2 separate regions of the Mus musculus genome follow, and region 1 is linked to region 2. A link is a contact called in public promoter capture Hi-C data. All regions are on one chromosome and are shown on one strand. Each heading gives the region's core, a stretch centred on a gene start, on an enhancer-like site or on the middle of the called end of the contact. The rest is flanking DNA. Distances are from core to core; before and after follow the strand shown.

Evidence for each region. Promoter capture Hi-C pulls out the DNA fragments that hold promoters and counts their contacts.
Region 1: a promoter capture Hi-C map of trophoblast stem cells shows a contact between it and region 2, with 3 times the contacts expected there. The contact joins the enhancer-like site here to the promoter of Ap3b2 in region 2. A contact is called at or near these places in 14 of 39 promoter capture datasets (the 3T3-L1 cell line, the C10 cell line, the HPC-7 cell line and 9 more), 4 of 115 datasets of contacts at active chromatin or transcription factors (SST interneurons, embryonic forebrain, embryonic stem cells and 1 more) and 1 of 9 other capture datasets (adipose tissue).

Annotation. Positions count from the first base shown.
Region 1 is chr7:81,730,945-81,737,205 of GRCm38.p6, reverse strand. It overlaps Gm42400 (a long non-coding RNA gene), which reads right to left and starts at 5,745. Exons shown (of 3, transcript XR_882263.2): 1 at 5,480-5,745; 2 at 3,264-3,520. Within about 2 kb of position 1,680, at least 8 of the 459 cell types and tissues checked have an H3K27ac peak or open chromatin away from gene starts, as enhancers often do. A contact at or near this core is called in trophoblast stem cells, where this site is marked.
Region 2 is chr7:81,491,678-81,498,032 of GRCm38.p6, reverse strand. Ap3b2 (adaptor-related protein complex 3, beta 2 subunit) reads left to right here and starts at 4,108. Exons shown (of 26, transcript NM_021492.3): 1 at 4,108-4,525. The coding sequence starts at 4,413. BC048679 (cDNA sequence BC048679) reads left to right here. Exons shown (of 6, transcript NM_001193274.1): 2 at 1,166-1,183; 3 at 1,873-1,890; 4 at 2,253-2,454; 5 at 2,660-2,907; 6 at 3,655-3,759. The coding sequence starts at 1,166. The coding sequence ends at 3,687.

The sequences.
Region 1 (6,261 bases), core at 431-2,930, 240 kb before region 2:
AGACAGTAGAAGCCAGGGAAACCACACTGATGAGCATGCAGAGATCTCCCCTGTCTTTGGGATGATCATCCCAAGTGTTTGACAGTGATAACATCACCAGCCCTGCCACTCCGCATCACAGAGGAATCTGCATTTTTTTTTTTAATTTTATTTTGTTTCCAGGACCGTGCTCACAATCTTGCCAGTTTATTTTTTGTCATGCACAAGGTTGTATCAGTGCCCTGTTATATCATCAGCCAGGATAAGCAAGTCCTGGCTTTGTAGAGAACAAGTATACCTTCCCACTTGCTGGACCAGGCAAGGCCTTCTCGGTGGGTACATGTACATTTATTCGCAGCTGCTGCCTGGATAGCCATGGTCTGCAGCATCCTTCTTTGTGTGTGTGTCTGCTTCTCTTACATGTGTGGCTGGCTAGTTCTTGTCATATGTGTAAGTGTCTCCATCCTACCTACCTCCTCGTTAAATGTGTGTGGTACTTAGAAGGGACCCAGAGAATATGCAGAACCCATGAGACTTATCTAGAACTTTCTCTCAACTGTTCCTTCTCTCACATAATGTTCTATCCTCTGGGCAATTCTCCATAATCTTTTCAGTGAAGTAATAACTGTAGTCTGAATTTTAGAGACGTTCTCTGAAAACTCACAAATGGTATGTGCAAATCAAGGTGCTTATCTGTCTGGGCATCTCTCTCTCTCTCTCTCTTTCTTTCTTTCTTTTTATTTTTTTTTTATTTATTTTTTTATTTTTTGAGACAGGGTTTCTCTGTATAGTCCTGGCTGTCCTGGAATTCACTTTGTACTTTGTAGACCAGGCTAGCCTCGAACTCAGAAATCTGCCTGCTTCTGCCTCCTGAGTGCTGGGATTAAAGGCGTGCGCCACCACGCCCGACCATCTTCTCTCTTTTATGAAGAGTTAAGTCCCTTGGGTCTTTTTAAAATTTTTATTTTGTTTATGTATGGGTGTTGTGTTGTGTTGTCTAGTTTTATATCAACTTGACACAAGTTAGGGTCATTTGGGAGGAAGGAATCATAATTGAGAAAATGTCACCATAGGATTGGCCAGTGCTCTTAACCATTGTACTCTCCAGCCCTTTTGGGTCTGAACTCCGGGGTCTTGGTACACTTACTATTTTGGTGACAGGTGGCTTGTTCTTATGTGAATCTAGCCTTGCCTAGTAAAGAAAGCACTCACATACACAAAATCCCCCATCTTAGCAGAGAGGTCTTTAAAGCTCAAGGATTGTGGGTGGGAGCTTGTGTGTACAGGGCCAAAGGTCACCTGGTAAGAAGGCACGAGGCTTGCATTACTTCTCCCTCTGAGGATCACTGGGTCACTAGGCTACCGGGCCACGGGGCCTGTCTTCTCATCCACTTCTTGTCTTGCAGCATTCATTCACCATGGTTCATCAGGCTGTTCCTTCAGCCCTACCTCATTGCATGCCTTCCAGGCTCTGGCTGTGGCTGTGTTGTTTGGTCAGCACCCCCCCCCCCAGGTTCATCTACAGGCTGTTGCTGCTGTTCCTCAGCCCCTCTTCTGTCTCATACTCTTCCCCCTACCTGCTTCCATCTCGGACTGGCTCAGGTTTCTTCAGGAGTGCGCAGGATTGAGACCCTGCTCTCAGCCCTGTGCACTCCTTTAACGAGCCCCCTGAGGGAGCCTTTACAAACAGTACTTCACCCTGCAGTACACATTTCCCCACATTCTGACTCACCAGCCAGGCCTCTGTCCTTAGGCACTCCACGGACACCACTCTGGCAAAGTTCACCAGGGCTGAATTTGAGACTGTCTGTCTCCGGTTTCCTTCCTACCTGGTCAACATTTGATGCTTCCATTTCCTTCCTCCTCTAACCATTCTTCTCTTACTGTTTCTTGTGAGTCTCCTCTGCTCTGGTCGCTGTTTCTATTGTTCTGTGTTGTGATGTGAACTATTGATCTTTCCTATGGTATCTTATGAGGCCACAGGAGGCACAGCAAGGCTAAAGAAAACAAAGATTATGATATTCATAGGTGCTAGTGACCCCACTCAGGACCAAGGAGGCAGAAGACAGATAGGATTAGTGTGCCCATCAAAGAGAGGCTTCTAACCAAACCCTTTAATCTTAAAAATTGGCTATCCATGAGTGAGAAAGACCTTTGGTCTCGCCCAAGTCAGAAGAGTTTATTATTTGTTGTTTTGTTTTGTTTTTTTAGGATGTGATGCTTGGGCTGGGGATGTAATTTGGTTGATACAAGGTTTGCATGTGAGGTCTGTGAGGTGCTGGGTTCAGTATCCTGTACTACATGAAACCAGGCATGGTACATGCCTGCAATGAACACTTGAGGAGTGGAAGCTGAAGGATCAGAAATGCGGGATCAGAAGCTCAGAGCCATTCTCAACCTCCTAGTGAGAATGAGGCCAAATGAGGCTGGCATGAACTGCACAAAACCTTATCTCAAAAAGTTAATATATGTATGTATGTATGTATGTATGTATGTATGTATGTATGTATGATATAGACATAGATTCACACACACATATATGTGTGTATATATGTGTGTATACATACACACACACACACACACACACACACACACACACATATATATATATATGATTAATCTCAATTGTCCTCTTGACAAGATTCAGAATTGTTTATGAAACCCACTTCTGGATATGGTTGTGAGGGTGTTTCCAAGGAGGTTTGACTGTTTTGGGAGTTCCATCCCATACCTGGGGTCATAGACTGAATAAATAAGTAAGAGAGGGAAATTGAGTATCCGTATTCATTGCTTTCAGCTCCTTGATTGTAGACACTATGGGGTCACACTCCCTCCACCATGCCTTTCCCTGCTGTGAAGGACAATACTAACAAACTGTGAACCCAAATCAACCATTCCTTCTTAAAGTTACCTTTGTCAAGTGTATTTTTCTATAGCAATGAGAAAAGTAATAAATGTACATTTATCATTATAATATTCATAATTAATCATTTGTACACAACACACCTCTCTAGGTTCTTGGATGAGTCTATTCCTTTGTTTGTCCCTTGTTGAGTGACTTTACTGGACTCACCTCAGATAGAAAGGTCAAACGATGGCAGAGGAACAGTTTCATCCTTCTAGCTTGGTGAACCAATGAATTGACATTGGTTCTTTACAGGAAAGCATGAGTGGGTGGTGACTGACCAGACCATGGGCAACCTATGGGTAGCCACACCACCAAAGAGGTTTCCCTTCCTCCACGAGATTGTTACCTTCTTATATATCTCAAATATGTGCCTCACCCCTAACTTCCATGCTGGTAGTGGGCGTGGTCTTGAGGGTCTTCTGTTCTCACTGCTGCTCTGAATCACGATGGCAATGATCACATCCAGCCTCAGAGAAAGAGCCACACAGCATCCTTAAATGCCGGTGTCCCTAAGTGGCTTCAGCGTTCGTCTCTGTGCAGATGACTCAGTGATGGCTATCTCCAGTCATCCATTGCATCTAGGCTCCAGACTCATGTGTACTAGAAATTTCCATCTGGATCTCCAGCAGGCAACTGCAAGATATATCTAAATGAGCATTCCTCTTTCTTCAGGAACCTGTTTATCAGCTTCTGTTCCAGTTTGGAAGGAATTCTTCCTTCCAGTTACCAATACCGGGAGCCCAATAGGCTTCCCAATCCTTCCCCTTTTCTTCCCCCACACACCTAGTTCCTCTCCACGTGCCTTATTGCTCTATTTCTCTTCTTTGTGTCCCTGTTTATTCTGGCCCTCATCATTCCATACAGTAGTGATAATAACTGACTCCTGTATTCACCCTTGCTTCCTCCAGACCCTCCTCTATAGTGTACAGATGTTCTTACTTTATTATTATGGAATATACGGACTTGATAATAATACAGCTGTTCCATCTATATCTACCAGCTAGCTCAGAGTAGGATTGCTCTAAAACAAAACATTGATTACATTCACACCATGATCTTTCCTTTTAGTGACTTCTTCCCTCACTCCAGGGCAGAAGTCAAAAGTAGGGCTTCACATATGCTAGACAAATATTCTACCAACTGAGATACACCTCTAGCTCCTTTTGACAGATAATTGCTTCTAGGATATAGTTACAGCTCCTTAAAGCATAATGCACAACCTATCAAGATTTAGCTAGTACTAGGATAGAGCTCACTGGTAGAACACTAGTGTGCACAGAGCCTGGGGAGGGGGCACTTCAACACTAAGCACTGCAAATCAAGTCGATCTCTGACCTGCTCTTTCTCTCATCTCTTACCTCCCACCACTCTCCCTGAAAGAAATAAATGTGCATCCATATAACACTGTGTAAGGTCCTGGCAGGCCGCATGCTGTGCTTCGCACGTGCTGTTCCTTCTGTGTGCAGTTCCTTTCTCACATTTCCTGTAAACTTTACACTCCTCCTTTTTAGGAAGTCTTCTATAATACCCTCACCTATCTCCAGGTAGAACCAATCATTTCCTCTTTTGTGGCTTTCACATATATATTTACAACTTTGCTACAATTATTTGTGACTCATTTACATCCACCCAAGCTACAAACTCTTTGAGATGAGCCTATCTTTCACATCTTCAGCAATTAGCATATCGTCTAGCGACCCGAGGCTCAGTTGGCTCTCAGCTGATGCTTGCCATTCTGGTCTCCTGATCACTTCTCCAGTTTTGCATCTGATAAACCTTTTCCCACTCACTTCCTCCTCTTCCAGTAATCACCCTGATATAGACCTAAAACTTATCTTTTGTGTGTCTGCTTTATCTTATTTGAATCTGTTTTTGAGGTAGGAGTTAGGCAGGCGTTAGGCAGTAGTTGGTTAGAGTTAGTGGGAGCATTAAAAAAAAAAAAAGTTGCCCCACCCTCCTGGTTGTGATCTCTAACTGCCACTGGCTAACATCCTGGAATTTCAACATCACTAACCAAACACACGTTGAAGCCCCACCACCACATTCTCCTTTCTGAAAAATGCCAACCACCACAGGGCTTGGTAAAAGAACCAACAGCCAGGCATGGTGGCGCACGCCTTTAATCCCAGCACTCGGGAGGCAGAGGCAGAAGAATTTCTGAGTTCAAGGGCAGCGTGGTCTACAAAGTGAGTTCCAGGGCAGCCAGGGTTACATAGAGAAACCCGGTCTCGAAAATCCAAAAATCAAACCAACCAAACAAACAAACGAAAAAGGACCAAAACCCATGACTTAGGTGGAGATCTCCAGTCACCTAGGGTTTCTTTTGATTGATGTTTTTACCAGTACACACCCTTCTCTAAGGGTAGGTCTCCATAATGCATAAAGGTCTCCTTTAAGGAAAGAATTCTGTGAATACAAAAATATGAGGACCAGCAATGCTTCTCTTAGTATCTAAGCCTAGGTGGAACTAGGCTGCAGAGCTCCCAGTCACAGGCATGGCCACAGCTGAGGTATGTAGGGCCCCCTTTCCTAACACTCATACTTGAGTCTCCACAAGCACATCTTACTCTTCTATTTAACCAATAAGCTCACCAGTTGTGTTCCACTCTGACTTGTCCTGAAGTTCTTTCTTGCGTTGCAAGTCAAGATCCTGGTTGCACGGCCGGCCATATCCACTTGTATTTCCAGTTGCCAGTGACGTGTTTGAATCCATCTTCTCTGCTAAAGCATAAGTGCCAGGAGCCCAGGGACCATGTGTGACAGTTGTCCTACATCTCCAGCACGCAGTTCTGGGCGGCTATGCAGAGGAGTAGAGCAGTGTTTGTGAGCATATGAATGCAAGTCTTAGACTTGCTGATTTCCCAGGGCTCTTCCAAGTCCCAAACTGTATTATTTATGATTCCCCAAACTGTGACATAATCAAAAAGTTCTCCCTTAGCAGATGGTCCGAACAGTTGAAGCACCAATTCAAATGGTTGGCAGATATGAAAGCAAACATTTAAGAAAGTGAGTCAGAATGGAGGTGGTGCATCCAAGAGGCGTGGGAACATGAGCAAAGCTGGGTATCAGTGTCACAGGCACCCCTTTGCACCTGATGCTGGGTCCCATATGCTCCCTCGTGTGTGCCATGAGAGCTTCTTAGGAAGCTGCTTAGCAGCCGTCCTGTGACTAAACCCACTGGCAAGAAACGAGTGCAGAGAGAGAAAAAAGGCTTTTTCCCTTAGTGTTTCTTTTTAAGTTGCTCACTTTTGTAAACCAAACACAGAGTTACGTCATTCATTTAGAATTTTGTTTCTATGCTGATGGAACTCTAGGAAAAAGTGTCCCATCTAAATATTCTGAAGACTGACTTCTCCTAGGTTTAATTCTACTAA
Region 2 (6,355 bases), core at 2,859-5,358:
AGAAGGAAAGGCTCAGACCTCCAAGCAAGTGTTTCCGACAGGCTGGGCAGTGCTGTCAGGCCCTGGGCAGTGGGACTGGGATGCTGGTCTCTTAGCACTGATGGTTCCAGGGCGTTGCTCTTTCTCCCTTTACTACTTGACTAAATGATTGCTAAATGTTTCTCTCGTAAGGAAGAAAGCAGGGTCTATACTTCCTGGTGCTGGGGGCTGGAGGCAGGGGTTCCCTATGCCTTTCGAGAAAGTCTCCAGCATTGGAAGTCCTATCTGCTGATTTAGTCAGATTGCCTCAGTTTGAATACTGGTTTACAACTTTTTCGATGTAACCTTTCCAACCTCCCCAAGCCCCACCCGAGCCCCACTTCCCCCTTCTTCTAAATGAGAAAGACAATAGAATCTACAGGACACTGTTATTAGAGCTCACTGGAGTCTTCATACAGCTTTTGGCAATACACATTATTATCATTACGGGTAGAATGTCAGCCATGGACCGGATTCCTGTTTGAAGGAGCAAGGCATAGGCACAGCGTCCAGAGTGCTTCCCTGCCTGCACCCCCAACCCCAGGGGGAAATACGAGGGGGTGTCTGGACTTTCCAGTTGAATGATTGATTCCCTCTGATCTTGGAGGCAGAGGTCACAGGGAGGCCACCAGCCTTTGGTGGCCATTGTTCTTCTCCTCTGAGCTGAGAAAGATGTACTCTCCCCAGCCTTCCACTTGGCGCCCAAATGCGCATGCACAGGCAAATGTGCAAGTTTAGGAGCCAGCCAGACCTTAGATAAACAAACCCTGCCCTCTGGCCTTGGTTAATCACAAAGAGCTCTTAGAGCTTCACAGGGATGCCCAGTTCTCCAACCTTATTGTTCCCAGTTCACAGATGAGGAAGATGAAGGAAGGAGTGAGGGTGGAAAGGAGGAAGGCAGGCAGAGAGGGAGGGAGGGAGACAGAGTCTCTGTAGAGAGAAACAGAGAGACAGAAAGAGAGAGAGAGACAGAGAGACAGAGAGGGGGGACTTTTTGATGTCCCATATGGAGAGGTGACATAGGTCTCTCAATCTGTGACCAGCCACCTAGTGCAGACTTAAGACACAGCATGCAGCTATTGAGCCATCAGAGTGGGAGGGCAGAGGTGAAGCAGCAGGTGGTAATGACTGGTTTCTCTCTCCCTAGATGAGCTTCAAGTGCCAGGTAAATGGAGCAGAAGTCCTTGGCTCATCTTGTCTCTTCCTCGGGCAGGGTGGCAGCCACCTCTGCAGGGGTTAGGACAATTCACCCTCTTCCATAGCTGTGACTTTTGCTTGACTCGGTGGGTAAGACGGGATGAGAGGGAAGCTGGAAGTAAAGAAGCGCTCTCCCTATTCGGCGGATGTTAGGTAGATGACTCCTGACCAAAGGGCACAAGAACACAAAGATACCCAGAGCCCTGGGGTCATGGTCATGGTCATGGTCACTTGTTTCCATATCTTACCTTCACTCCCCTCCACTCCCCCCCCCCTGTTTCTGTCTCTCTGTCTCCGTCTCTCCCTCTCTCTCTCTCTGTCGATCTGCCCCCACCACCTCTGAAATCAAACCTTAGATATAACCCAGGCAGTGAAATCACCCTCTGTTCCCAGAAAAGACGAGGAACTAAACTGGATTTTTCAGTTCATTATAGAAAAAAAAATGCAATGGTATTTATTATATGAGACCCTGATGGTCATGTGGACACAGATTAGCAAGAGTTGATGTTCTTCAATTTCCTCCTGAAAATAAGAATATTCAACTGATCTGGAGAATTGTAGCAAGGAGCAAATGAATGCATGTTTGCTACTGAGGTTATTGGAATTGGGAGAGATTGGCCTTGGCCCAACCTCACTGCACTTTTCCTGTTTCTTCAGTCCCTCATCTCAACCCAGGTACCAGCTGACACCCAGAAGGCGGTGTTGCTTGCAGAAAAGGCAACATGGACGGTTGATGAGGAAGGAGACCGGCGCAGGGGGAGGGAGATTGAAAGGAATGGGAATAAGCGGGTAACTACGGGTGGAGAGGAGGTCCCAATTGCTGGACACCATGACGTCCCTAGCGGGTGGCTCAAGGCAGCGCATATCCGTGATATCCAGGCCTCTGGAGTCCCTCAAGGACAGGGAGGCAGGTGTGAGTCAGCAAAGACCTTTTGCCTAGGGCCCAGCCCCAAGCCAGGTCTACCCTCTGCGATGAGTGGGATGACCCAGCTGTGTGTGTGCACACACCTTGCAGTCTGCGACCTTTCTTCTCTTAGACCCTGGTAGGAGCATCCAGCACCATTCAGTTCTTCTTCTCTGAGGCACTCATGGGTCAGAACTTCCAGGAGGTGGAGTTAGAAAACTACGAGCCTCAGCCTGGAGACCTGTTCCTGTTCAAGTTGCAGACCCCTAAGGCACAGTGGTGCGGGGCCCACGTGGGTGTTTACTGCGGCCAAGGAGAGATCATACACTTTGAGGGTGAGCAAAAGAAATTTGGCCACTCGTGAGCAAGCTGTGCTGGGACGAAAATTAGGACGAAGGTGTAGGTCTCTGAAGATGGGGGAGAGAGGGTTGGGCAGCCAAGGGTGTGGGGCTTCAATTTGAGGAAATGCTAGGGCAGATTACTGAGTCGCACCAAAGCTAGCTCCGATTTGCTCTGATTTTGGGCCTGCTATCCCCACAGGCAGGACCTCCAACCAGAATGGAGTACAAACGTTTCTGGGTTACTGTGAGGGTGTCGTGTGTAAACAGGGGCACAGAGCTCTGCAGCGCTCCCGACAGCTCTGGCGTGTGCTACGCAGGCGCGGTGGCGTTGACCCTAGGGTGCTGGAGAGCCGCGTGCGAGAAGCTATGGACAACGATCCTCCTCCCTACCATCCCACTAGCAGCAACTGTGTGCACTTTGCACTGAACCTGTTGGGCATGGACTCAGTAAGTGCCTCTCTTCTACCTGCCCACATCCCATGCCAGCCCCAGTCTGCTAACAAAGGCACCTAACCAACTTGCTCCAGCATAATTCAGATGATTCCCCTCTCCACTACACCCAGACCAGGTTCCTTTCATCTTAAACTCTTTACTCTGGCAATCTAAAGTCCCCAGAATAGGTGTACCTATTTTTGAAGTTACACACTTTGAAACCCTTTAGCGCCAGGTAGACCTCAGGCTACTGTTCTTAGATCCTGAGCAGATATATTTACTGAACATGACCGATCTCCAACCCAGGGGCTGCTCCAACTCCATCCTTCTTTTTGCAGTAGAACTTTCTATTGATCCAAAGTCCGCCTTTCTCAGTTCCATCCTTTTCCAAACAGTCCACCAATTCTGATCTTAGAGAATTGGGACCCTAGTCTACAAATCTCGGTCCTTGGGAATACTTCCATTCTATGAGCCTGGCCAGGAGTTCCCAATCACTCAACCTCATGTCCAAAATCTAGACCAAAGATAAACAATTCACCATCAGCCTAGTCCAGGGTGTTCTCTCTAATCCAGAACTAGCTACAATCCTTCTTCTTGCTTTCCTTCCTTCCTTCCTTCCTTCCTTCCTTCCTTCCTTCCTTCCTTCCTCCCTTCCTTCCTTCCTTGGGTCTTAGGAGCTAAGCTTGATAAATCACAAAGTCCTGGAGACCTGGCAATTACACCAGACCCTAACTCAATCTGTTCGTCTTCTTTCCCTTCTAGATGTCAATGGACAGGAACCTAACCAGTGATTAATGTGACCTTGGGTCCTCCTGAATGGGCCAAAAGAGGTTTCAGAAGGGATCATTAAAGTATTTTCCCAAACGTAATTAGGATGTTGGAGGTTCTCTTTACTCCACCTAGAACTGATTTGCTCCCAGAATGCCCTTAGCACTTGCTTCCTGGGTCAGCCTCCTCTTAAATTCCACTTCTTCCAGGAAGTTGCTATGATTCCCAGTGAGTAAGCAGGTTATCCTCAGAGGGATTTAGACTGTGTGAAAAAGGATGGAAAGGTACCCACCCCTAAATCTCCAAGGTAGATGTTCCAACCCAGGCCTGCGAGTATGGCCTTCTTTCAGTGTCCCTCACGTCCCCCTCTCTCACTGCATGGGTGGGCGGGTCCGTGGAGGTCAGGTGATCGGGAGGGCGGAGGCAGGAGGTCCGCATCCCTCCAAAGACTATACAGTCATCAGCCCTGCAGCCTTGCTCACTGTGAGAGACCTTTAGATGCTTGCAGTTGCCAGAGAGTTCTGAGAGATTGGGACAGGGCAGGCGCTGTTCCTCCGTCCCCTGTCAGCTCACCCCAACCCTGCACTCCGCGGGTGGTGCCGGTCCCTTTAAGAACCTTAGCGCTCAGCCCTGATTGCTGAATCTGCGCGCTGCCTCCGCCGCGCAGATTGCAGCTCCGCAGAGCTAGGCGTGCATCCCATTCCTCGACCAAAGCCCAACCCGGCCGCTCAGCCACCCCTCAGCGCAGATCCATGTCGGCCGCTCCGGCCTACAGCGAAGACAAGGGCGGCTCAGCCGGTCCCGGGGAGCCAGAATATGGCCACGACCCGGCGAGCGGCGGTATCTTCTCCTCGGACTACAAGCGGTGAGCTAGCGAGCGCCGGCCGGGTGCGGCTGGCGCGCAGGCACCATGGACAGCGCCCGCGAGGCTGCGGCCCTGCCGACCCAGACCCGCCCTGCGCGCTTCCCGGGGTTCCCGCAGCAGGGCCACTTCGCCTTTAGCTACGAAGGGGCGGGGGACCCAAGGCTGGTGGGGGAGGGACCAGACAGGCGGGGTCCTTATGGAACAGCTGCGATGATGTTTGCAGCCTTTTATTCGCTGGCTCAAAGAGAAACCAAAACAAAACCCCCAAAACCAATTCCGTAGGGGACGGGTCTGAATTGGGGAACTGGAGTTTGAGTGTGGTCCACTCCAGGAAGCCGGCCCTGGATGTAGACTGAGAAACTGGCTCCTCCTGCAAATTAATTTCTCCATCTTTCCCCAACCCCCACATTGCCCTATGATTCAGCCCTACTTGGTTTGAATCTTACCTTTGACTCATTCATTTATTTGTTCATAAATTCAATAGCACATTAATTAAAGGCCTGTGGACCTGTTAGTCACGGAACGGAGTAGTGAACAGGAGCCAATAGATTGTTCCAACCGGGAGCACAATTGTAGCCCTGACAATTCAAGGGTCAGGAGTGGGAGTGCAAGACATGTTCCATTTCAGGGAGGAAGGTACTCTCGTGTTAGAAATGGGTCTGGGGTCTCAGGGAAATCACCACACAATCCAGAGCACAAGGCGCAAGCGAATGCACTTCTTCAGAAGGGTCACTCAACCAGGCAGGTTCACCGAGTGCGAGTCCCACTGGATTTTTATTACTAATGATCGGGTGACCCTGTTCCTTACCCTGCATGGTCAGTGCTAGGCCTCACATGCTCAAGCAGCTGCAAACAGCAACAAACCCTTAAAAGTCAGTCAACTGATATGCAAAGTGCAACTTTTGAGAACAGGATGCAGCTGTGAGCACATACTTTGATCTTAGACAAATGTTAGGCTGTGAGCCTGTCCAAAATTCATAGCCCCTGGGGCTGGCAGGCCTCTACTGGGAAGAGTACACCTGAGACAAAGGAATGGAGACTTTTCTAACGCTATATAACGTAATAAAAACTCCACTGGTATAAAAGATGTGCAGCTGGGTGTGATGGTGCTCGCCTTTAATCCCAATCTCAGAGGAAGGGGCATGAAGACTTCTTTAAGTTCAAGGCTAGCCTGGTCTACATAGCAAGTTCTAGGACAGCAAAGACTACAAACAAACAAACATTTCATTTGCAAGCCAGGGTTACAAATAAATAAGTAAGCAAATAAGCATATTTCATTTCTGTTTCCTACATCCCAGAGGACTAAGGGAAGCCACAGTGTAGGTTCTTCTGATGTTAGCATGCAGTGGCTAGAATCACGCAGCAGGTCACTAGAATGAATGAGGGCTCTAAGCAGGTGCTGCCACCAGATTTGCGTGTTGGAAGGATCTCATGCTGGACCGATGAGACCAGAAGTGATCTGGGTTGAGCAAGAGACAAGGGAAGGAGATATCAGAGTTGCCTGGCTGGGCACGGGATGGCTTTAAATCTAAGCTGCTTAAACTGTGGGTCCCCACTGGGTCTGTCAACTGAAGGCAGTATTCACAAAAGGTTTGGTAACATGACAGGATACCGAACACACAAAAATGAAAAATCAATGAAAATCAAACACACAATAGAACTCAGGTTTCTGACTTATGGCGCATACTGAGACTTTACTGCTGCTGAGTCTAACCACATAACATTTGCACTTCGAAACTGTGATTCCATCGTACCAAACACTGACAGACACTGCCTGACACACCTTGGTGCACACCAGAGATTATCCCTGGCGCTGTGAACTGCCTGCCG